Regions from separate parts of the Mus musculus genome. Here all the other regions are linked to region 1. Evidence: chromatin contacts called from public ChIA-PET, HiChIP or PLAC-seq and promoter capture Hi-C data. All regions are on one chromosome and are shown on one strand. The core of a region is the stretch at or near the end of the contact, and the rest is flanking DNA. Distances in the headings are between cores, read along the strand shown. Region 1 holds the start of Chst2 (carbohydrate sulfotransferase 2). Region 2 overlaps Slc9a9 (solute carrier family 9 (sodium/hydrogen exchanger), member 9). Region 3 overlaps Slc9a9 (solute carrier family 9 (sodium/hydrogen exchanger), member 9). Region 4 overlaps Slc9a9 (solute carrier family 9 (sodium/hydrogen exchanger), member 9). Region 5 overlaps Slc9a9 (solute carrier family 9 (sodium/hydrogen exchanger), member 9). Region 6 holds the start of Trpc1 (transient receptor potential cation channel, subfamily C, member 1). Region 7 holds the start of Pls1 (plastin 1 (I-isoform)).

Region 1 (3,142 bases), core at 239-2,738:
TTCAAAATTCAGATCTCAGGCTTGGGTGCAAGTGCCTTTACCCATGGAGCCATTTCCCTGGTCCTACATCATACTATTTTTTAAGTTTTAAAACCTGAAATGAAACCCACACAACAACAACAACAACAACAAAAACTGAAACAAAACAAAACAAAAATCCCAAACCAAACTGAAACAAAACCAAACCAGTTAAAGCCATAAAACAATTGAATTAAGTCATTTTTTTTTCAACAATCCCTGTACCCAGAAGATTCTGTACAATACCCTGAAAAAAAAAAAAGTCGTCAATGGCAACGCTTTAAATTTAGGAGGGTCATCAGCCGAGGTGGGCTGCTCCAGGTAGACTATGATAATTTTGCAGTAATTATGTTTTACTTGTAAAAGCTTCTGAGAGACGGGGGGCAATCAGTCTCCCAGTGATCAGTAGTTCACCTCCGGACCGCAATGACTCATCTTTCTGCCCTTCTAGGTGGAAACTGGAGTACAATCTTTCCTATGTGCCCTCTAACCTCCACCCATCCTGTAGCTGTCCCATTTTACAATGGAAGTTTATTCCCTCATCAGCGAAAGAAAAGTATACAAACCAACGCAGACCAAACTAAAAAGTAACTTTCAACGTCCAAAAACGTTTTCCTTTGCGATCAAGTTCTTTGATCTCATCTCTTCCTCTTTAAAGTCAATGGACTCACTATCACACCACAAATTTAAACAAAGCGCCCTCCCCTCCCCCCAGCAGCCCTGTCTCAGAGGGTGTCAGCAGAGGTGGAAACTCCACAAGCCTAGAACATCTGCCGGGCAGGAGGTGGGGGTGGGATCATCGAAACCTTGTGGCCTTGTCCAAATCCAGGACACTCGGAAAGGTTGCGGAGAGGCATACTCTGAAGCCTCTTCAGTGACCCCGGGCCCAGAAAGATTTATTACTTCCTCCTTGAGGGAGAAACCACAAACCCGCTGGAATGGGCTAGCACCAGGGCCAAGGCTTCAGAACTGGGTTCCCGCTGCACACAGCGCTGTTGGGCGGTGCTGCTCGCGTCCTAGGAGGGGACACCAGTGCTGACCGCTGGGGATGAAAGGAGCGTACGTCCGGGGTATTTCTGCTCAAACTTTTATCACCAACTCTTCTCCAGAGCGAATCCTGGGAGCCGAGTCGTGCAGCTACAGAGAACCCAAGTCTCCGGCTGTGCGGGCGAGCTGGGAATCAGGCGCCGGCGCCGCGCCCCGGGCGCACCTAGAGCTCTGTTCTGCTACTAACGGCTGGAGGCCCTAGCAGCGCCTCCTTGAACCGGGTCGCATCTCCAGCCCCTAAGGAGGTGGCGGCGGGAGTCTGGAGCTGCGAGGAGGGCGGGTGTGGGACAGGCAGAGGAGGAGGGGAGCACGGCGAAGGGGAGGAGCCGGGGCGACAGACGGCGGCGCGCACCAACCCCGAGCGGGCTGGCAGGAGCCGCGCAGAGGCCGGCCCGAGCGCGTTGCAGGCGCCCGGCGTAGGGGGAGTCGGGTAGCAGCATCCTCCCGGGCGCCGCTTTAGTGCGGCCGCGGCGGGGGCTTCCTCTGCCTCGGGACCTCGTAGGGCAGAAGCCGCTGGTGACGCGGGGGTGGGGGGTCCCGCTCTTTTGCCTTCAGCTAGGTGTACAGAGTCCTGGGCCAGTCCGCGGCCACGGAGCGCCGGGGCTCGCCTGAGCCGCCCGCCAGGACATCCTCCGGGTGATGGAAGAAGCAGCCGCCGCTGCGGGGCCGCGCTGCACCCTATCCGCGGCCGCCGGAGGGATGGGAAGGTTCGCTACGTGGAGGCCAAGAGAGAGCGATGGAGAGCAGAACAGCCTGGAGCTGGGGCGTATGTAAGCCACCCCCCACTGTCGCCTCCTGCCTGCTTCGTGCCCCAGAGCCTGGAGGGAAGCAGCGGTCCCGAGAGACCTAAGGAGACGTCGCTGGAGCCGGGACGCGCCGCGCTCGGTGGAGCGCAGAGCTGGGCTCCGGGCCCGGTGAAAGTTTCCCCTCCCGGGGTGCAGGGCGCCCGCTGCTGGAAAACTCTGCCTAGGGCTAGGGCAGCGGAGTCTCGCGGCTCCCTCGAAGGCTTGGGGACCCCTAGCAGAAGAGAACCGGAGAGAAACCGAGGAGAGTGCTAGCCGGACAGTCCGCCGGTCGGGGATCTGGGGACGCTCCGAGGCGCACCCTCCGCTCCAGGTGAGTGGAGGAGCCCGCAGACTAGAGGGTGGGCGTTACTCAGGCGGAGGAGGCATCTGGACCGGAGACTGGGCTCACCCATTCACTCCGCTTCCCCTCGCAGGTCCTTCTCGGAGCCGCTGCCATGGGAGAGCCAGCCCTGGGCGCCGGGGACCAGCAGCCTCTGCCGCCGCGCCCGCCTCGGATCGGCGGCCCCAGTCCCGGCGCCCGCAGCCGGCCTGCAGCGTCCCCCTCCTGGGCTGCAGGGCCGCCTCCGCCGCGCCGCCGGCCCCGGCTGTGCCTGTGATGAGCCGCAGCTCGCCGCGAGCTCTGCCCCCCGGTGCGCTTCCCCGGCCGCTGCCGGCCGCGCCTGCCGCCGTGCAGCGGGCCCTGCTCCCGCCGTGGCCCCGGCGCGCAGGACGCCGCTGGCCTGCGTCCCCGCTCGGGATGAAGGTATTTCGCAGGAAGGCGCTGGTGCTGTGCGCGGGCTATGCACTGCTACTGGTGCTCACGATGCTCAACCTCTTGGACTACAAGTGGCATAAAGAGCCGCTGCAGCAGTGCAACCCCGACGGGCCTCTGGGTGCCGCGGTAGGGGCGGCCGGGGCCGGCTGGGGACGGCCGGGGTCGCCTCCTGCAGCGCCACCCCGCGCTCACTCTCGCATGGACCCCCGCACCCCGTACCGCCCTCCTGCCGCGGGCGTGGGGGCAGTTCCCGCAGCCGCGGCTGGGAGTGCAGGAGCTGCGGCCTCTCTGGGCAATGCTACTCGAGGCACCAGGGGTGGAGGGGACAAGCGGCAGTTGGTGTATGTGTTCACCACGTGGCGCTCGGGCTCGTCCTTCTTCGGTGAGCTCTTCAACCAGAACCCTGAGGTGTTCTTCCTCTATGAGCCTGTGTGGCACGTGTGGCAAAAACTGTACCCCGGGGACGCCGTTTCCCTGCAGGGGGCAGCGCGGGACATGCTGAGCGCTCTCTACCGCT
Region 2 (2,964 bases), core at 278-2,777, 370 kb after region 1:
TGGTGCTTCCCACAGTGGGCTGGATCTTCCCACATAAATTAACGATAACTCCCAGAGACAGGCCCACAGACTTACCCCAGGTAAATAGTCCCTCATTGAGACCCTCTTCTCAGGTGACTCTAGGTTATGTCAAGTTGAGAATTATTCAGGTCACAGAGATAGAATACTAGCACAGGTATTCAGGATTAAGAGAGCATGAAAGTGCCCCGTTTAGAGAGCGATTGATGACTGGGATGCACTAAGTCATCTCAACAGAGTTTCATTAGTCTATGAAAGACTACAGAGACTCCTGTTTCTTGACACTGCTGACCCCGTGACCTTCTTCATGCTTCACCTTCAGTTTTATTCCTTCTGCTATGGTTTGTATAGGAAATGTTTCCTACAGGTAAGTCATGGCTTGAACACGTTGTCTTTGGCTTCTTATGACTTTGGGAGGCTGTGGATGTTTTAGGAACTGAGCCCTAGCTTAAAAAGATAGGTCTCTGAAGGAAAGTCCATAGGGACAAATCTTTGGTTCCTTTTGTGGGTACTGTCTGAGTCTAGTCAACCAAGGAAGTGAAGACTAGCCCCTGCTCCAGCCTCCTGCCACTACAATGCTCGTCAGAACTGTGTGGCACCAACAGAACAGAGACCCTGAAACCATGTGCTAACAGTTAGTTGATTCTGTAAGGCATTGTGGTGTCTGCTTGGCTGGTTTCTTCTAGATATGGATACTTTTGTGCCAGAGTCTCAAATGTTCAGATAACAGACAATTGTTGTTTCACAAAATGACACAGGGAAAGATGGCCTCCAGCTCTGCACTGGTACTCCCATTGACCCTAAGCTGAAGAACACAACACTCCCCTGGATATTAGCCGGAGTGCTGGCCTTTACACAGCCAAGGGAGAAGCAATAAATGTTGATAATAAAAATGAGTTTTAATCTTTGTTTCCACATCTTTCTCCCCTTCCTTCGATGCTGGCAGTGCTGTGAATGTTAACATGTACCAGTGGATGATGGGTTGGATACTGAACACAGTCAACAAAGCCTCGCAAACTTGGCATTGTTAGTTTTGTGACTGTGATGAGTTCAGGGATGAATTTTCATAGGAATTTGTAATGTGGTCATATTCCCCTGGTTAAAACTCATCTAGAGTTTTGTGAGAGGCTACATCACGGACTCCATGTCTTCTTTCAAGTGTACCGGTAGGAAATGAATTCAAGGAAGGGTGCTTTTTAACACGCTCTCTGCCTTCTACAACCACAGTTCCCTAGCCTTCCTCCCAGCCAGATAAAGTGGCATGGAAACTCCGCAGTCTGGGAGTTTGTAGTTCCCAAGTCAGTGGTTTCAAAAAGGCTGCCAGGGCTCAATTAGGCTTGGCATTTTCCCTCCTTCTATCAGCTCCTGGCTCTTATTTAGTTTTAAATTAAATAAAAATTGCAGCACATGGGTTTAAATTAAAACAAGAAGACTGATCTCTGTAATATGCACCACATCAATAGGGAAGCTAATTTGTGTGAAACACATCTCCTTTAATTTAAACCACAGAGTGTAGTCTCTTTGGTTTCAAGGGAGCTGGGAGCTGGGGCAGGGTTGTTCAATGGGGCATTACTAGGGTTGTATGTAGAATCAGGAGTGGCTTCAAAGGAGCTTAGCATTTTGATTAAGCTCTTTGTGCTGCATGTCACAGGATACACCAGAGAAGTTACAGCCTCCTGGTCTTGAATTTAAAGAAAGTCTTAAATATGTCTCAGGGTTAACCTCCTTGATTGACTCTTTAACAGCATTTGTCATCATTAATGACTTCTTAAGACAGATAGGTCAAACAGTGGGGTCCAGATCCTCACCAACTGATCTCGATCCGTCTCCCACTATACTGTTCCAAGGCTTAGTGTATACACACTACTAGTCCACATCAGTGGAATTGTATAGGAGGGGCTGTTAGTGGAGGAATTCAGTCTGCAGTCTTCCTGTTGTTTTGCTGGTTTAATTGTTCTGGAGGCAAAGGATGGAGGCAGATGTGTGTGTTTGTGTGTGTGTGTGTGTGTGTGTGTGTGTGTTTAGTCTGTGGAACAGCCATGAACAATGAGTGCTTCACTTGAAAAATATTACCAGGCCATCTACATGTTTTGTATGTTCATTACATGTTTGTGTGGTGTCTGTGGAAGCTAGGAGAAGCCTTCAGATCACTTGATTCTGGAATTTGGAGCAGTAGTCAGTCAGCCTGTAGGTGCTGGGAACTGAACCCAAGTTCTCTGAAAAAGCAGCCAGAGCTCTTAGCCACTGAGCCACCTCTGTAGCTCCATATCACTTGGTTCATCCACTTTTGGAGGTAAGTCTGACAAGGTTTTATGGAGCCTAAAGCCTGTACATGGCTCTCTTCAATAACAACAAACACGAGCTATTTGAGTATATTTATATAAATCAGGACTCTCCGTTAGGGCTTTTCCCAGGATATGAACTGTGGTACCAAGGGAGAAAGCAAAGCTTAAGTCCAATAAGTTTGAAAAGAGTTCACTTCTGCTTTAAATTTTTTTTCCCTTTCTGTATAATGCCAAAAGGTGTACAAATGGCGAGGGTGGATAAACAGGAGATTTATCAAATGGTAGGCACCATTGACTGAGGCAGAAAGCTAAGGTTTCTATTTGATTGACATTTGAGTCTGAAGTGTATGGACTTAGAGAACTAAGTCAGGGCAAATGTCTCTCTCAAAGGCACCTTTGTCTTTGTTTACCTGAATACCCACCTTAGAGCATTCACCGACAGACAAATATGTGCTGAGGGAATATCTGGATGACCAAATGTAAAAATGATGTTATAACTCCAGTCAGGGAAGCAGGTAGGCTAACTTCAGATCTTTACTTCTCCTCTTCTCTCTCCCAAATCTAATTCTCTGTTCTCACCCCGCTCTGTGACGTCTCCTTCCCTTCTGCTTCCATCTCCAACTGATCACACAGACCTCCTCCAACCTTCTTATCTGCAATT
Region 3 (3,052 bases), core at 484-2,983, 280 kb after region 1:
AACAATGAAAAGGTAATCCATAGATAATGGACCAAATGGCCCCACCTATAGCTAATTAGTCTCTCCCCCTGATGAACTTACCTATGGCTCTGTGCTCTGGGGCTCTGGAGGACCAGTGATAAGAAGTGTCATTTGGGCCAAGGAACAAATACCTCTATTCTGCACCAGTAATTGCAGGTTTCAAAGGTATTCAAGGTGATGGCTTTCAGATACTTGGCAGACAAGCGTTTGCTCACTGTACTTATGCCCTTCATATTTGACAGGCATTTCTTTGTGTCTTTGCTTAGCATGAGTCTTTCTGGGTGAGAAATCTTATCTTTAAATCCCCATTGCTCAGTTATTGCAGGCATACTTCTGCACTCCTTGGGACCTTTTGCAACTGGGCTTGAACTGTCTGGAGCCATAGCCATCAGAACCAAGACACCAAGGTCATATCCACACAGAATGGACAACCAGACCTTCAGGAAGTAATAGAAAAGTGCAAGCTAATATTTAAGAGAAACCCTACACAGGCTAGCACTGTGTTAAAAATAAAGTTATGTTAGTAATGACAAAAGTAATAGTTGACAGAGTTGGGTTAGGAGAAAGGAAAAACTTCTAAGCTTGAGAAATTGTTGGGTATGTCCATTTTCTGCAGAGTAAGATCAAACTCGCCACTGCAGCTCCAATACTGGCCCTGTTCACCACTGCCAGCTCACTTACCTACTTCTGCCTTGGCTACTCACCTTCAGCCACATTGGCCTGCACCTGGTTCTGCTTGTGCTCACACCAATCCACTGACATGGAGCCTGCATCCTTGCTGTGCCATCTGACTGGACCACTGCCTTCCTTTCCACTTGGCTTGCTTCCGCACATTTCAGTTTTCTATCAAATGGTACTTTCATAGATCTGCCCTATATAGCCAATGACCTCTCCTCCCTTCTCCACCCCCTCACCTGCTTCATCGTTATCTTTTTCTGAACTCACAACCTTTACATACTATCTTTTTTCTGATAGGTGTTCCTCCTTGGAACAGAAGTTCTGTGTGGGAAAAGACTTCAAAATAGTAACAGTTGAATTCTCTGCATAGCAGCTTATATTTGATAGGTGTGGGGTCAATGACTACTCACACGAACGCACTCTTATCTGATAAAGTGGGATATTTTGGAACCAAATTACTTGGATTCAAATTCTACCTTTGCCTTCTCCGTGCCTGTGGTCATGTTATCTAACTTCTCTGTGTACAGTTTCCTTGCGTGTAGATGGGATGATATAGTGCCTGTTCAGGGTTATCTCTGAAACTGGTGTAAAGCATGCAATATGCTTAGAATAATATTAAAAACCATAGCCAGCATTCAACGGGGAGATCCTGACAGACTGATGAAAAGGGAAGAGACGCCCTGCTGAGTCCTCTTAAGTGCTGGAAATTTACACCACAGTCCAGAGACTTTACCCACCTCACAAGGGCGTGTTTCCAAGAACAGGAAAACTATCTGGGGCTCGAGGAAGGGTAGTACTATCTGTTTTTCAAACATGAGTGAGAGATACATAACATACAGTATACATAACATACACTTCTCAAAGCAGCAAAGCCATAAACTGTGTGCACTCAAAGCTGAATGGTTGCATTTGGAGCATGCTTTGCAAAGTTTCTGAGCCTGGCAAAATAAAGATTGCACTGTCATGTGTTGCACAGGGAGCTGTGCCTCAAGCTTACAGCCCAGAAGTATTCTCTACAAGCTAAGAAGATGGGAATTCTTTTATAAGCAGCTGCATTTAATTATACAGTATTGACTCTGAGACTGCGGAGTCAGGAATGGCTGTAAGTAGTTTAAACATTTTTAGCTTTTCATTAGGAACTGCTGTTGTGGTTAGCCAGTGCAGAGATCATCCCACATATTAATCTTGTTAATTTAAACTTGGTTTAGTAAAGGCAAAGTAAGTAGGGACATGGTCTTGCTAAAACTCAGACTTATGCTTGGCATCAATAGATGACAAGTAAGGCATTGCCAGGCAGAAGGACAGCAGAGAGCATCTTGACACAAGGCTCACAAAGTACCAAACACACTTCGCCCAGGTTGAATGGCAGCTGCACGCATCCCGTGGCCAATGACTTCTGGTCGGAGTTCAGTGCTTCATGTACTTGACACTAAGGGGATAATTACTCCAACCTCTTTCCAAAACGGGTTTTGCCATTTGCTAGTTTTGCTAGCTAAAGAACATGGTGAGAAAGGATGCCCAGAATCCCCTGAAAGTTATTTGTAAGCCACAACGGCTCCTTCAGGAGCTTGTGATTTAGAGTGGGAATGGCTTAACATGGAGAGAGCCCCTTCTTTGCCCTCTGCGTGAAGCTCTGGGGAGATCTGGTTAGAAACAGTAAGCACCACTCTTTACACCACCAGGGCAGGGACATGCTTTGTGTCCCCGAAGGATAAGGACTTAGGATATGACTGATTATTTCCTCTTTCTGCCAGGTGTCTCTAGGGAACGTAATATTCATTTGTAGTTGGAGCTCGGCAGGGATGGAGGCCCTGCAACCTGCTGATTTGGATTCTCCTTATTCCTGTGTGTTTACTTACTCTCTGTTCTGATTATTCTTCTACTGAAATCTAAAACACATAATTATTTAATGTAGTGAGGTGAAGTGTCTAAAATCTTTTAAAAGTTGAGTTTGGTTTGTATTAACAGTGTGTGTGTGTGTGTGTGTGTGTGTGTGTGTGTGTGTGTGTGTGTATGCGCATGCTAGCTTGTATGTATATGTGAATGCATGTGGAGGCCAGAGGTTCATACTGGAGGTCTTCCCCCATTGTTTGTTGACTTAAAGTTTTTCTTAGCCTGCCACTCTTAGTGAAACTAGAGCTCTTTGTTCCAGGTAGGCTGGCCAGCCAATGAACCCCAGAATCAACCGGTTCCCATCCCTACCCAGCCCTGTGATTGCAGCTGTGCACCTCCAAGTCTAGATTTTATATGGGTGCTGGAGATCTGAGCTCAGGGCCTCTTGCTTACACAGCAAGCACCCTACCCACTGAGCCATCTCCCTAGTCCTAAGCTTAGGTTTGTTTTTTTTCTTGTT
Region 4 (3,005 bases), core at 253-2,752, 300 kb after region 1:
GTCAGTGGCATAGGACAGAGGACTCAGAGTCAAACTCACAGACACATGATTCTCTCTCTCTCTCTCTCTTTTTTTTTGGTTTTTCGAGACAGGGTTTTTCTGTGTAGACCGGCCTGTCCTGCAACTCACTTTGTAGACCAGGCTGGCCTTGAACTCAGAAATCTGCCTGCCTCTGCCTGCCAAGTGCTGGGATTAAAGGTGTGCATCACCACGCCTGGCAACACACATGATTCTTAATAAAGTTTCCAAAAAACAAACAGTGGAGAAAACACAGCCTTCTTAAACAAATGGTGTTGAAGAAACTAGTTGGAAGAATGAAGCTGGATTCCCATACTTGGACCTGTACTGAAAAATAAAAAAGAAAGTTGAAATGGACAAAGACTGCAAACTGGAGAACTGTGGGAGATACTCATATTTACATAGGCATAAGCAAGGACTTTCTGCAAAGGACTTCAATAGCCCAAGAAGTCATCCCAAGTGGAGTTACATGAAACTAAAAGGCTCCTTCCTCCTATACAGCAAAGGAAGGAAGTGAGGGGAGAGACAGTCTGCAGAATGAAAGTACATCCTTGCTAGCTGCAGAGCCAACAGAGGATGAACATTTAGAATACATAAAGAACACACACAGAAGCTAAATATCAAACGAGGCCAAAGAACTCAGTCAATAGAGAGACTAATGAGTGGGTGGCTCTCCAAACCAGATGAAGTGCATATGGTCAGTAAACAAACGGGAAAACAAAAGCTTAGTATTCCTGGGCATCAGCAAAACACAAATTAAACAACACTGAGATTCCATCTCATGCCAGTAAGAATGGCTATAATTTAAACAAACAGACAAAATAAAAATAAAAACAGCAGTGGAGAAATGGCCTAGTGACTGTCCTGGTTTGCTCTCCTTTGCTGTAGTACACTGACTCAAACCAAATTGGGATGGAAAGTGCCTCACAGACATGTCCATGGGCCAATCTGATCAAGGCATTCCTCAACTAAGGCTTCATCTTCCCAAGGGTATGAAAGTGGCAACCAAGATTAGTCACCTCTGGTGGAAGGGGGGAATGGACTCCCCACATAAGTACATTGGCAAAGTCACGCCTATACTCCTTTGTTGGAGACACCCCACATTAAGCTGGAGAGACCTGGGACCCCAGATGACAAGGAGGAAAAACCTGCTGGGGGTACCGTGTTTCAGAGCTTGAGGCAATGGCCTCTTGTGGGCCCCAGTGTGAGTACTGAGGGGCCCCAAGTCCTGCTCCTTTGATGCAAACACTGAGTGATGTCATTTCTGCAATTATTCTTAGTACTTAGTATTTTCTTCATCTATTTACGATTCCTTTTCTTTCTTCCTGCCTTCCTTGATTAAACTGGTATTTAGTGACCTGGAAAGATCTAGTAGGAGGCCGCTTGATACCCAGAAATTAGATGTTGCCAATAATATTCAAGTGAAGGATGTTCATGAATTCAAGAGAAATCTATATTACAGTCACTCGCTCTAGGTAGAAATGAAAGTAACTTAGAGCCACAGGCAGAGATGAGTAATTCTGTAGCTCTTCCCCCAGTCTTCGTCTCAATTCTGTATAATAAAAGGATCCTATTTTTATTATACAGAATTGAGGATGAAATAATATACAAATATCTCCTAGAAAGTTAGCAATGGGTTTCTTGGGTTTAGGGGCGATGGTGTCAGCCCCCTAGGAATTCTCCATACCGGTTGGGTGAGGATGTTTTTGTAGACAAGCAGATGGGGTCCAAAAATTATAAAGACTGAAGGGTCAGCAGTATGCTTGCTCTTTTATGAAACCATATTGTCTCACTGGAGACTGGTGGTCAGGAGATACAAAAAGTTGTGCTTGCTGTAAAAATTTTATGTCTAAGGTTGTATAGTTTCCTTTTGTCTGTTCTAAATCTGTACTACTCTGGGTCACAAGAAAATGTTTGCACAGGAAAATAGAGAAGCTTTTACCTACCACACCCCCCCTGGATTTTGTAACCTAATTTTTTTATGAGTTCAATATAAGACTGGGGCTGAGTCAGGTCTAGGTGAGCACCCTGACTCCCGAGTCCAAGGCCTCCCATGCCAATGCACCAGCCTGTCAGCACTGTATCTCAATTGTGTGTTTTCTTATTAGCCTACCAGGTATCTCTAGTCCTTGATGACCCCCAACTCTTGTTGGCTGGACGCTGACACTCCTTCACAGGCTAAACACACTTGAGCACATGCATGTGTATGTGCTTACACATATACACACCTTAATAATAATTAATAAAACAAAAAGTTAAAATTTTAGTAAAAGAAACGAAGACAAATGCTGGTGAGAATGTGGAAGTGGGGTGGGAATGTAATGTAGTCCAGCCATTTTGGAAAACAATGGGGGTTTCTCTAAAAATGAAAACTAGAACCATCACATGACCCAGCTATACCACTTTCTGGTAAACAATCTTTAAGGAAGTACATACCACAATTACTTATCTGCATGGTTTTTTGTTTTGTTTTGTTTTTTGTTTTTTTTTTGGAGGGGTTGTTTTTTGTTTTTGTTTGGGTTTTTTTTTTTTTTTGTGCTATTCACAATAGCTGAGCTATAGAATCAGCCAGAGTGCCTGCCAACACAGAAAGGCAATGCGATATAAATACAAAATGATGCTTTTTTCATGAAGAAGAATGAAATTTTGTTGTTTCTTGGAAAACAGATGCAATTGGAGATTATAGGAACCAAGTATGAAAGATTCAGAAAGACAAACATTGCACATTTTCTCCCCTTTTTGAATGCTTGGGTTTCCATAGATGCACATGCACACATAGCACACATATGGACCATGTGCAAATATCTAGGGGAGGGATGTGGACTGGAAGAAGGGGCAGGTGGGAGGGCACGAAGAAGGAATATAGTTAATTCCATGGTACATTTGAGTGAAATGTCTTCATAAAGCATATAAAACAGCTGTTTGATGCTGTTCAGTGAAACATGCCACTATCATTTCATCATCAGATCACCTCTAGAGATGAAACC
Region 5 (2,897 bases), core at 373-2,872, 460 kb after region 1:
ATTATTTGAAGGAAATTTTATAGTGAGCAAGACAACATTAACTCAGAAAGGTAAATGTCACATATATCTATCATTTGCTGGTGTTAGATTTGAATTTTCAGGTATGTGTGCTCTATTGGGAATACCCATAGAGGTTAGGCAATTAGTAAAGGGCTTTCAAGAGAGTGGGGTAAAACCCAGTGATATAAAGATTAAAGGGGTATAATGGAACAGGAAGTGTTAAAGCCAGGTTGGGGATCAGGCAGGGTAAAGGAGGGCAGACAGGAAAGGGTCAGGAGTGGGATAACCTCTTTTGGCCTGTTTGGTCTATGAGTCCTATAGACCTCTAAACATTACAGACTATTGCCAATGCTACTGATTTGATAGTTCGACCCTATTTCTGAAGACAGCCTCTGAATCTCTGAATCACAGAGCTCAGAGAACTCAAGCTTCATCCACATGGACTAGCTTTCATAGTGTTAGAAGGTCCTGTGCATGCGTCCTACTGGAGGAGAAAGGAGTCATCTGTCTTATCCAGCTATGAACTCTGGGAGCCACAGCACTGACTGATCTAACAATACATGCTCACTGGGGCAACAGTGGCATGAACATAATGGGTGTAACCAATCACTCTCTGATTTGATTTAAGCCTGCTCTACAAGGTGAAACCCATTCCTAGACAGGTCATAGTCTCTAGGGGAGAACTTGGTACTATTCTGCTAAACGAACATACTATTAAACTGACTCCTAGTGACTTATCTTCATAAGCCTATATTAATGTGCATATAAACCCTTATCAGAGAAGCTTCTATTTGCAGTAGGTGGTTATTAACACACAGGCTCACAACTGGTCAAGGTGCAGAGAATAAGAAACTGCATATTTCTCACCCCTAAATGGGATGTGCATATGCCAACCCCTTCTCTCAAAGCTCAAGGGCTGAAAGAGGCAGAGATAACTACAAGGTTCAATCCTTTCCTGAACACAGCAGGGCAGCTGCATGTATGAACTTACAGTGGCTGATGGGATGCAAGAGACCTATGCCAGCTAAAGCCATACGAAAGTCTAGCATGGAAAGGAGAGATGGGCACCAAGTCCCACAACTGCATGAGGAGCTATTGGCAATTGAATGCTGCCAGGAGTGGGGGTGGTGGTGGTGGTGGTGGTGGTGGTGGTGGTGGTGGTGGTGGTGGATTTTCTTTAAGAATGCTCTGGTAGAAGGCTACACATTCAAGAATATAAGAACAGCACAAATTGGAATCCAAGGTTTTAAAAAAAGAAGAAGACACAATGTTGGGCAGGTAAGGGTTTGATGGAGGATCTGAGAAAAGTTGGGGGGTGGGGAATGTGATTAAAATACATTGAATGGAATTCTCAAATAAGTAAGAAAATAAAAAGGGAAAAATGTTCTTCATTTTGTATTATATAAAATATGTTGATTCTATTTATATTACCTTTGGAAAAACAAGCAGCCATTAAATGCGACTCTGGAGGAAATCAGGAAGCAGTTCAGAGAAAGTAAGAACGTCTGACTCATGTTTGTGCACAGAATCGCCTTTCAGCATCTGCCCACTGAGGTTCCAGTGGTGGGCAAGGTCACAAAAGGCTTGGCTGCAGGGACTCATTTATGCAATCTTGAACAAAAATTAGAACCAACACTTTCAGACACTAGTTAAAAGAACTGTTTTGAGAAACCACAAAGCACACAGTTCAGTTCAAATTCACTGGCAAGGAAATTCAGGAAACAGCTATTTGGTAAAAATAATGATACTGTTGGTATGTAAATTATTTCCAGGGAGGTCAGTTTCCATGCAACAATTGCTGCCTTTTGAATAACCAAACACTATTTACACCGTCCTCTGTTACTTATACTCTGGACCCCCTCAGAGACCTCCGGATCAATTTGCTTGCTTACATGATCAAGGTTCATGATCCTGTAACTGTAAATTATGTAAAATGAGTAATAATACATTGGGAATGAAGAGGCCTGGGACCCTTAGGTGATTGTTCAGACACTGAACAAATTGGATGATTGGTTCAATTTAAATTAATTGCATTCTACTAAATCCCATTGTCTTCTCAGTAAATTAAGAAGGGTTGTCTGTAGTTGTGGTTTTAAATTGGGATAAGACAACTAAAAGTTGGAGGAAAATATGAAACTTTCATAATTTTTACAAGCATCTTTGTGTACTGTTAAGAAATATAAGAACTCTTATGAACAAGAAATGAAACCATGTGGCATATGATAGACATATATATATATATATATATATATATATATATATATATATATATATATGTCTGTAAGAGTCAGAAAATTTAGCAAGCACTATCGTAGGTAGTAACTTCTGGGCATCTTTAACTAAAGTGTCTGTGTTAAGAACAACACAGTCCTTACACTGTGACAAGGTCTGTGGACTGTGGATACATGGGGTCCTACAAATGCAGGCTGACCTCCTGTCCACCTCCTCATCCCCAGGAGATATGTCCACTGCTTGTCTCTCTGTATTGTCTCCAACCCATAATAATTTCAAGAAGACACGAGTGACTGAAATGCTTGTTTCTCAAATTAATTCTTCTCTATCTAAGGAAATGCTTATTTACTTTGAAAAGAGAATGCAGGGTGATGATTTATATCCTTACATACAAATAAATGTTTTATGAGGATTGATTAGTAGTAGGGTCTATTTTTTTTCCTTTATATTCAACTGTTTTATTCAAGTCCATTATCACCTATACACTCAGCCAGTGATAACACTATGCCCCATCCTTTTCTCATTAGAAGTCAATAAAGGCTTGAGATAGGGAAGCCTAGAAATAAACGTCTGTCATACAGAGCATGATTTTCTTTGACATGAAATGCAGACTTGAGGGGTTTATGAGGTTGGAGAATAGTGCATTTTTAGACAGGAAGTATTGA
Region 6 (2,999 bases), core at 469-2,968, 340 kb before region 1:
AAACCGAGAGACCATTGGAGTGGGGGGAGATTTGCTGCAGACTGACTGAGAGCAGAGGGGGAGGTTTTCTGGGTAGCGAGGTCAGGGCTCTCTGAGGAAAAGCAATCGAGTGGGCGCCATGAAAAAGAGACAGATGTGCTCCTCGGGAGTAAAGGGAGGAGAACATGAAAAATATCAGTAGCATCCTACTTGTAGGACTAGATCTAAATCTGAGTTTCTTTCCCCTCTCTGGCTGGAGTTGTGATTCCTCTTTTGGTTTCTGTTTTGTTTGCCTGTGACTTGATGGAGTTGCTTAGAGTAATATGCCACTTTTGAGTTTTTTGAATACCATTGTTCATCATAACTCCAATACTGATCTACATATCACATGTGCTAAGTATGTAGGTATTGTTAGAATGTCCCAATTTATGCCCGCTGAGCAGTTTGTCTGTATCGGAGACAATCCAAAAGCCTGCATTATAATTATCAGCTTGCCTGAAGTAGGCTCTCTAGTGCTTTGGAAGGTCTCTTAAGATTACTACCAAAGAGGGTTGGAATTCCCTCCAGTCTTAGAAAGTAATCCAGTCCCATAGTTCTTTGGATAAAGAATCTGTGTATGGCTGTGAGTCATTTGAGTTAACTTCAAATACTGAAATTTCAGATAGCGCAGGATTAGATTTCTACTACTGGCTAAACATTTTGCTGAGCAACAAAGGAGGTGCATATACAAATGTATGGGCGCTCCTCTCTCCCACTGGCTTCACCTTGAGCCTCTTGGAAATTTCACCAAACTCATAAACTTGGAAGTGTATTAAACATTACACGACAACGGGGAGATCATTTAGAAACAAAAACTGGAGCAACTTGAGATTATCATTTACATCAAATACAGAAAACGTTTGAAAAGATGACTTCGACATCAAAGACTTTTAGAGAATATCTAAAGAGAACATTGATTTTTAAGAATTAGTAAGTTAAATGTTGAAAGAGAAACTAATGGGACAAAGTAGCCTGAATAGGAGAGGCAGTATTCCCCTCAAATTTAAGTACATTTATCCATTGCTTTAAAAATCTAAATCTTAAACGTAGAGTTCAGATTTTCCCCCTAGTGTTGACTGCAGGAAGCAATTAAAAATTATTGAAAAGATGCAGTTTTCAAGTCGCATTTGCTGGACGTCAGACAATTGTTGTCTAAATAGCGAATCTCTTAAAATTAGATAGGATAAATATAACGAATCCACTAAAAGGACTTGTATGGCGAGTAACTCCTAAACTGTGCTTATGCAACGGTTATAGGTCGCCTTTGACTTACATGCGAATACTTTTATAGTGACTTTGGAAATATCAGGAATGTTAGACCATATTAAATCACAAAGATTGTTTTTAAAACGCCTTTAGGAACGAGGGAACTGTAAACACAAACTCCATAATCAGGTTGCTTTGGCCAGGCTTTAGGACAATTCCGTACAGGATTTCAAGTAAACGTTAATCCTTCAGAAGCTCCTTGGCCCTTTTCTGTGCTGCAGTAGCAGCAGCAGCACAAACAGGCAGCGGATAAAATTACCTGAAATCCGCCACCAAGCGGTTCCCATGCCCTCAGGTGCTCAAAGATGCTGCAGACGCGCCCAAGATGCTAGGCGACCGACCAGAGAGGCGCGTCAGCCCTGGAGCCCCGCCCCTACAAGCCCCGCCCCTAGCCCGGCTTCGCCTTAAGCCCCGCCCCGGTGTCGTCGCCTCCGCGGGGCTGAGGATGACGTGAGGAGAAAGCCGCGAACCTCTGCCTCCTGTGGGTGCTGCTGGGCCAGCGGTTCCCACAGCCCCGGAGCCAGACGTGCTGCGAAGCGCACCGCCGAGCTCTCCGGCCGGCGGCCCCCTCACTCCCTCCCAGGCCGGGCCGCTCCCTGTGCGGCCCCTGCGGCTCCTGGCACGGCCCCGCGCTCGGCTGCCGCCCTGGCGCGCTCCACTCTGTCGTCCCCGGACGGGCGCGGACCAGCTCGACCGGGGCGCCGGCGGCTGGGCAGAGGGCGCTGGCCCCGGGGCCGCGCCAGCGCGGCCACCAACCTGGGGCTGTCCGTGGAGGGCGAGTGCTGGTTTCGGGGCGAGGCGACGCCCTTCGGGGCCAACGGGCCGCACGCCGATGTGGCCGTGGGAACGACTCACCCGTTTTCCAGCTCGGGGTCGGGGTCGGGGTCGGCGCCCATGGGGGCCCCGCCTCCGTCTCCTGGCCTGCCCCCGTCGTGGGCCGCGATGATGGCGGCCCTGTACCCGAGCACGGACCTCTCGGGCGTCTCCTCCTCCTCCCTGCCTTCCTCCCCATCCTCCTCGTCGCCCAACGAAGTGATGGCGCTGAAGGATGTGCGAGAGGTGAAGGAGGAGAACACCTTGAATGAGAAGCTTTTCTTGCTGGCGTGCGACAAGGGTGAGAGCTAGGCCCCCTTCTCCACCTCCGGACACCCTAGCACCCACTCCCCGGGTCCGGCCCCTGCCTCAACTTAACTCCTGGCACTCGTGCTTTTCCTTGTGTGCAGCGGCTATTCCCACCTCTGTGCAGCCCGCAGGACTTCTGCCTAATTGAGCTTGAGCAGCAGGCAGGTAGGGCGGGGGCGGTGGACTCGCGCAGGTGGGACGTTTCCATGGCGAGGAGGGAGCCTTGATCCCAAAGTTGCCCCACTTCTGTCACTAATAAACTCTAGTTTGAAGTTACTTCTTCCTTTGGGAGCCAGAGGCTAGTTTTGGACCTAATCCGAAAATTCTACGAATTTCCCTTAAGACTTCTCCGATTTATGGGCTGTCACCTTGTAGGTTTGTTGTTGTTGTTGTTGTTGTTATTTTTAAAAAAGACTTTTACTTCTGTTTAGCATCAGCCAGCAGTGCCTTAGCCTGTTACAGTTGAGTAGTATCCCATTATCTTTAACACAAATAATACGAAAAATCCTGCCCTAGTTGCCGAAACTTTCCCCAAATTTCTGGAACCCCTTTTAAATGTCGGTATTTTTTATTAGGGAGAAAGATTTATTGCT
Region 7 (3,064 bases), core at 254-2,753, 440 kb before region 1:
CCTTCCCTGGGTCTGGAAAGGCTCAGAGGGATGGCCAAGCCTTCCTCTGGACCATTTACAGGCATTGGTCGTGTGGGCTGAAAAGGTCACCATTGCTGCCCATGGACTGCTTTCCTACAGAGACTGCCCCACCGCTCTCCCACTGAGTCTCCCTACACCTGCCTCCTTGTTCAGCTACACGCAATAACCCCACCTCCCCATTCAACTGTACATAATAAACTACACATAAACCATCTCCAGGACCCTGTGGCTTCTCAACCTTGGAGCCCAGACCACCCAATCTCAGCTTTTTTTCCCTGTCCATTTCTCTCTGTGTGTTTTCTTTTTCTTCCTTCACTCCTGGTATAGGAGGATGTGGCAATCTATAGTGAAGCATTTAGATCGGTCATTCTCTTTTAGTACCAAGTAGTAGTCCATTGTGCTGATGTAGCACGTTTGCTTTTGACAGTCAATTCCTTCCAACTGTGGCTACAGAAAAAGAGAAGGAAGCTACTACATCAGTATTCAAGCCTCTATGTGATATGCTTTAGTTTATCTTGGACAAGAGCTAAGAATGAAATGGCTAAGTCATGTTGTACATACATGTTTAAGTAAATATTTTGAGAGAACACAATTCCTCTTGTACATCTGCACTCAGACAAAAACGTTATTTATTGGACTTTCTGGGTTATGGGATTTTCTAGGCACGGAGAAGTCCTTAGCTCACTCCTCTTTGGCCCAACCAATTCTTTTGGACTTTAAACAGTTTCAGTGTACTGAAGCCACATTCCTACCGGCCTGATTGCTACCTGTTCTGCATCAGTTCAGGACTACAGGGCCAAGGGTCACCTAGGACCTTAGGTCAAAGGACAGCAAAAGTACCCTGCACACCTGTGGATCATGCTACCAGAAAAGCACACAAGAGCCCTTGAAGCTGCGTTCCGTTGGCTTGACTCAGATGTTGTTGGAAAAAGGTCCTGCCTTTGTTTGAGTGTGGGCTTTGGTTATTTATTTTAAATAGGTGTGGCTGTTTAATAAAGAGGGAAGGATCATCTGAATTCCCCAGAAGGGAGAAGGATGAGAGAAATTGTTTTACTTTAATAATTATCTTACCTTGTGAGCTGTAGTTTTCAAAAGTGCTATGCATACTAGTGTTCTGAGAACACATTAGAAACATCCAGCATTCAGATAAAAGATGCGGATACTCTGGGTTTGAGAGCTGTTTGAACAAAAACCTGAGGCCCCCTTGTTTGAGAACCACCGTGCTAAAACTCATTTCAGGGGTGCAGACAGTTGTAATTAGGCTGAGTGAAGCGTGGGCAGCAGGGATGACGCCCCTGCAGCGCGGGTCCACTTCCCCATCTTCCATCCCCCAACCTCAACACAAACCTCTTTAGTTAGCTCCTGCAAGCCTCCTTTCACCTGACTGCAAAGATCTGGTGGCCTCTCCCCTGGGTGCAGCAACTAAAACCTGGCGAGTGGATTTCAAGCGTGCGGGTGGGGGTGCGGGACGAGCATGCGCAGTGGCGCGAGCGCAGGAGCAAGGAGGCGGGTGAGTGGCAGCCGCAGCGGAGCGGACCAGACCAGCGGGCGCGGGGATCCCGGGCAGGAGCTGCCGAACGGCCGCCGCAGGTACCGGGGGCTGGGTGCCTGAACGCACAAGCGGGCGTGGGTCAGGAGGGGGAGGCCGGGCAGGAAAGGCAAGCTTGGCTTAGCGGCGCTCGGCGAGGGCTCCGGGTTCCTCCGACACCTGCGGGCGCGCTCCTGCCCTGCGGCGGAGTCTTGCGCTCAGGTGTGAAGTCCTGTGTGTCGCTGCTTAAGCCCCAGCCCAGGAAGCACATCGTGATACCCTGCATCTAGGAAGGGAGGGTACTAAGTTTTCTGGTTTAAACTTTGCGTGGCTGTTGAAGAGGTTTTTCTGATCCGTTGGTGTGTCTCTTAAGTTGTGTTACTGTGTTCGCCTCTGGTGCACAGGCGAATGTAGGGACAGAATGAAATTGCATCCGTGTTTGCTGGACTTAAGTGCCTTTCCAGGAGCCCTGGGGCCTCTGGATGCAGTGCAAGAAATGTCAGTCTTAGGGGAAAGTGCCAAGAATTTTGTGCGATTCAGCAGGCTGCATTTTCGAGTATAAGCTTTAAAAATTAAAAAGAAAAAAATACCAAAACAAAATACAGAAACCCATTTTTAACATTATTACCCCCATCCCAGGCTTCAATGAGTAGTATTGAAAAGAAAAACTTTCCTAGTTATTTACATTGTGTGACTTATACAGACATGTATCCTACCTCAAAGCTGTTGTAGACTGTATGGGGCCAACACGGAATGAACATTTCTTTGTTGGAGGAATGTGGAATCATAACTAGAATTTCAGGATGAATACAGAGACCAATGTTTTGGCCCCACAAAGGTGAAGCAAGGGCATTTAATTCCACGCCCCACCTCTTGTAACCAACTCCTCTTTAAACTTAATTCATTAGTGAAATTCTATAGGAAAGTGTTAAATTTGTGATGCGAGAGGCACGTGACCGTAGTAAGTGTAGGAAACGGAAAATTGAAGTTGAGGAGGAAAAAACAAACTAGAAAAGAGATCACAGAAGACCCCCCCCCCTTCCCTTTATTTTCCTGCCGTGAGGGTTTTAATGGTCGAAATAATATACAGTTGGTCTGGTTTTGTTCCGAGGGACCTCTGAGGTCAGCCAGTTCAGCTGCTTCAGTTTACAAATGAGAAAGCTGAGACCAGGGAGGTTAGATGACTTGCTCTGCCCGCGCTCGCCCCTCAGGGCCAAGCAGGGCCTGGGAAGCTGGTTTTCTGATTTCAGGGATCTCTTTACTGTGCCTCTCTGATATTCTTCTTGTTGTAGATGATTGACCTTTCTTTCTCTTCCAGCCTCTCCCGCTCAGTCTGATGGAGGCAGGGAGTTAGTTCCTACCTTGCTCATCCCTCTATTCACAAAGCCACACACCTCTCAAGCCTCCCTGATGGGGATGCTGGTCTGGGAACCGAACCCTGTGCCCTTTCTCACACTGAATGCTTGCTTGTTTCCCTCCCGGGTGTGAGCTCATTGCTCAGGTGTAGCCTCTTCT

The links. Promoter capture Hi-C pulls out the DNA fragments that hold promoters and counts their contacts. ChIA-PET counts read pairs in DNA pulled down with a chosen protein or histone mark. HiChIP or PLAC-seq counts read pairs in DNA pulled down with a chosen protein or histone mark.
Region 2: an H3K4me3 HiChIP or PLAC-seq map of craniofacial prominence shows a contact between it and region 1, with 7 times the contacts expected there. The contact joins the enhancer-like site here to the promoter of Chst2 in region 1. A contact is called at or near these places in 14 of 39 promoter capture datasets (3T3-L1-derived adipocytes, the HPC-7 cell line, HPC-7-derived erythroid cells and 9 more), 1 of 484 Hi-C or Micro-C datasets (cerebral cortex), 6 of 115 datasets of contacts at active chromatin or transcription factors (craniofacial prominence, embryonic forebrain, embryonic limb bud and 2 more) and 2 of 9 other capture datasets (adipose tissue and embryonic stem cells).
Region 3: a contact with region 1 is called in an H3K4me3 HiChIP or PLAC-seq map of craniofacial prominence, with 5 times the contacts expected there. The contact joins the enhancer-like site here to the promoter of Chst2 in region 1. A contact is called at or near these places in 12 of 39 promoter capture datasets (the 3T3-L1 cell line, 3T3-L1-derived adipocytes, the HPC-7 cell line and 8 more), 2 of 15 datasets of contacts at CTCF or cohesin (CD8 T cells and pro-B cells), 7 of 484 Hi-C or Micro-C datasets (CD4 T cells, CD8 T cells, cerebellum and 3 more), 17 of 115 datasets of contacts at active chromatin or transcription factors (DN3 thymocytes, SST interneurons, T-cell acute lymphoblastic leukemia and 10 more) and 2 of 9 other capture datasets (embryonic stem cells and pancreatic islet).
Region 4: an RNA polymerase II ChIA-PET map of memory CD8 T cells shows a contact between it and region 1, with 10 read pairs. The contact joins the enhancer-like site here to the promoter of Chst2 in region 1. A contact is called at or near these places in 8 of 39 promoter capture datasets (3T3-L1-derived adipocytes, the HPC-7 cell line, cranial neural crest and 5 more), 1 of 15 datasets of contacts at CTCF or cohesin (the NIH/3T3 cell line), 6 of 484 Hi-C or Micro-C datasets (CD4 T cells, CD8 T cells, brain and 2 more), 14 of 115 datasets of contacts at active chromatin or transcription factors (SST interneurons, VIP interneurons, craniofacial prominence and 9 more) and 3 of 9 other capture datasets (embryonic stem cells, liver and pancreatic islet).
Region 5: a promoter capture Hi-C map of second pharyngeal arch cranial neural crest shows a contact between it and region 1, with 7 times the contacts expected there. The contact joins the enhancer-like site here to the promoter of Chst2 in region 1. A contact is called at or near these places in 15 of 39 promoter capture datasets (the 3T3-L1 cell line, the HPC-7 cell line, cranial neural crest and 9 more), 1 of 15 datasets of contacts at CTCF or cohesin (CD8 T cells), 10 of 484 Hi-C or Micro-C datasets (CD4 T cells, Th1 cells, Th2 cells and 7 more), 23 of 115 datasets of contacts at active chromatin or transcription factors (SST interneurons, T-cell acute lymphoblastic leukemia, Th17 cells and 15 more) and 4 of 9 other capture datasets (adipose tissue, embryonic stem cells, liver and 1 more).
Region 6: a promoter capture Hi-C map of embryonic stem cells shows a contact between it and region 1. The contact joins the promoter of Trpc1 here to the promoter of Chst2 in region 1. A contact is called at or near these places in 17 of 39 promoter capture datasets (the 3T3-L1 cell line, the HPC-7 cell line, cranial neural crest and 8 more), 3 of 484 Hi-C or Micro-C datasets (all in embryonic stem cells), 2 of 115 datasets of contacts at active chromatin or transcription factors (both in embryonic stem cells) and 1 of 9 other capture datasets (macrophages).
Region 7: a promoter capture Hi-C map of hematopoietic stem and progenitor cells shows a contact between it and region 1. The contact joins the promoter of Pls1 here to the promoter of Chst2 in region 1. A contact is called at or near these places in 15 of 39 promoter capture datasets (the 3T3-L1 cell line, cranial neural crest, embryonic stem cells and 8 more), 1 of 15 datasets of contacts at CTCF or cohesin (embryonic stem cells), 9 of 484 Hi-C or Micro-C datasets (cerebral cortex, embryonic stem cells, palatal mesenchyme and 2 more), 9 of 115 datasets of contacts at active chromatin or transcription factors (T-cell acute lymphoblastic leukemia, embryonic forebrain, embryonic stem cells and 2 more) and 2 of 9 other capture datasets (adipose tissue and embryonic stem cells).

What each region holds. Positions count from the first base shown.
Region 1 is chr9:95,405,616-95,408,757 of GRCm38.p6, reverse strand. It overlaps Chst2 (carbohydrate sulfotransferase 2), which reads left to right and starts at 1,488. Exons shown (of 2, transcript NM_018763.2): 1 at 1,488-2,181; 2 at 2,285-3,142. The coding sequence starts at 2,467.
Region 2 is chr9:95,033,229-95,036,192 of GRCm38.p6, reverse strand. All of the region lies in intron 11 of Slc9a9 (solute carrier family 9 (sodium/hydrogen exchanger), member 9), which reads right to left. Among named protein-coding and RNA genes, the nearest start is that of Gm32018, 280 kb to the left of the region's middle. Within about 2 kb of position 1,527, at least 3 of the 459 cell types and tissues checked have an H3K27ac peak or open chromatin away from gene starts, as enhancers often do. A contact at or near this core is called in craniofacial prominence, where this site is marked.
Region 3 is chr9:95,124,567-95,127,618 of GRCm38.p6, reverse strand. The region is part of intron 13 of Slc9a9 (solute carrier family 9 (sodium/hydrogen exchanger), member 9); the gene reads right to left. Among named protein-coding and RNA genes, the nearest start is that of Gm32018, 180 kb to the left of the region's middle. Within about 2 kb of position 1,733, at least 9 of the 459 cell types and tissues checked have an H3K27ac peak or open chromatin away from gene starts, as enhancers often do. A contact at or near this core is called in SST interneurons and craniofacial prominence, where this site is marked.
Region 4 is chr9:95,104,473-95,107,477 of GRCm38.p6, reverse strand. The region is part of intron 12 of Slc9a9 (solute carrier family 9 (sodium/hydrogen exchanger), member 9); the gene reads right to left. Among named protein-coding and RNA genes, the nearest start is that of Gm32018, 200 kb to the left of the region's middle. Within about 2 kb of position 1,502, at least 5 of the 459 cell types and tissues checked have an H3K27ac peak or open chromatin away from gene starts, as enhancers often do. A contact at or near this core is called in CD8 T cells and memory CD8 T cells, where this site is marked.
Region 5 is chr9:94,949,551-94,952,447 of GRCm38.p6, reverse strand. The region is part of intron 8 of Slc9a9 (solute carrier family 9 (sodium/hydrogen exchanger), member 9); the gene reads right to left. Among named protein-coding and RNA genes, the nearest start is that of Mir7656, 200 kb to the right of the region's middle. Within about 2 kb of position 1,622, at least 13 of the 459 cell types and tissues checked have an H3K27ac peak or open chromatin away from gene starts, as enhancers often do. A contact at or near this core is called in the HPC-7 cell line, hematopoietic stem and progenitor cells, pre-megakaryocyte-erythroid progenitors and 1 more, where this site is marked.
Region 6 is chr9:95,749,067-95,752,065 of GRCm38.p6, reverse strand. It overlaps Trpc1 (transient receptor potential cation channel, subfamily C, member 1), which reads left to right and starts at 1,718. Exons shown (of 13, transcript NM_011643.4): 1 at 1,718-2,398. The coding sequence starts at 2,227.
Region 7 is chr9:95,843,718-95,846,781 of GRCm38.p6, reverse strand. It overlaps Pls1 (plastin 1 (I-isoform)), which reads left to right and starts at 1,503. Exons shown (of 16, transcript NM_001033210.3): 1 at 1,503-1,611.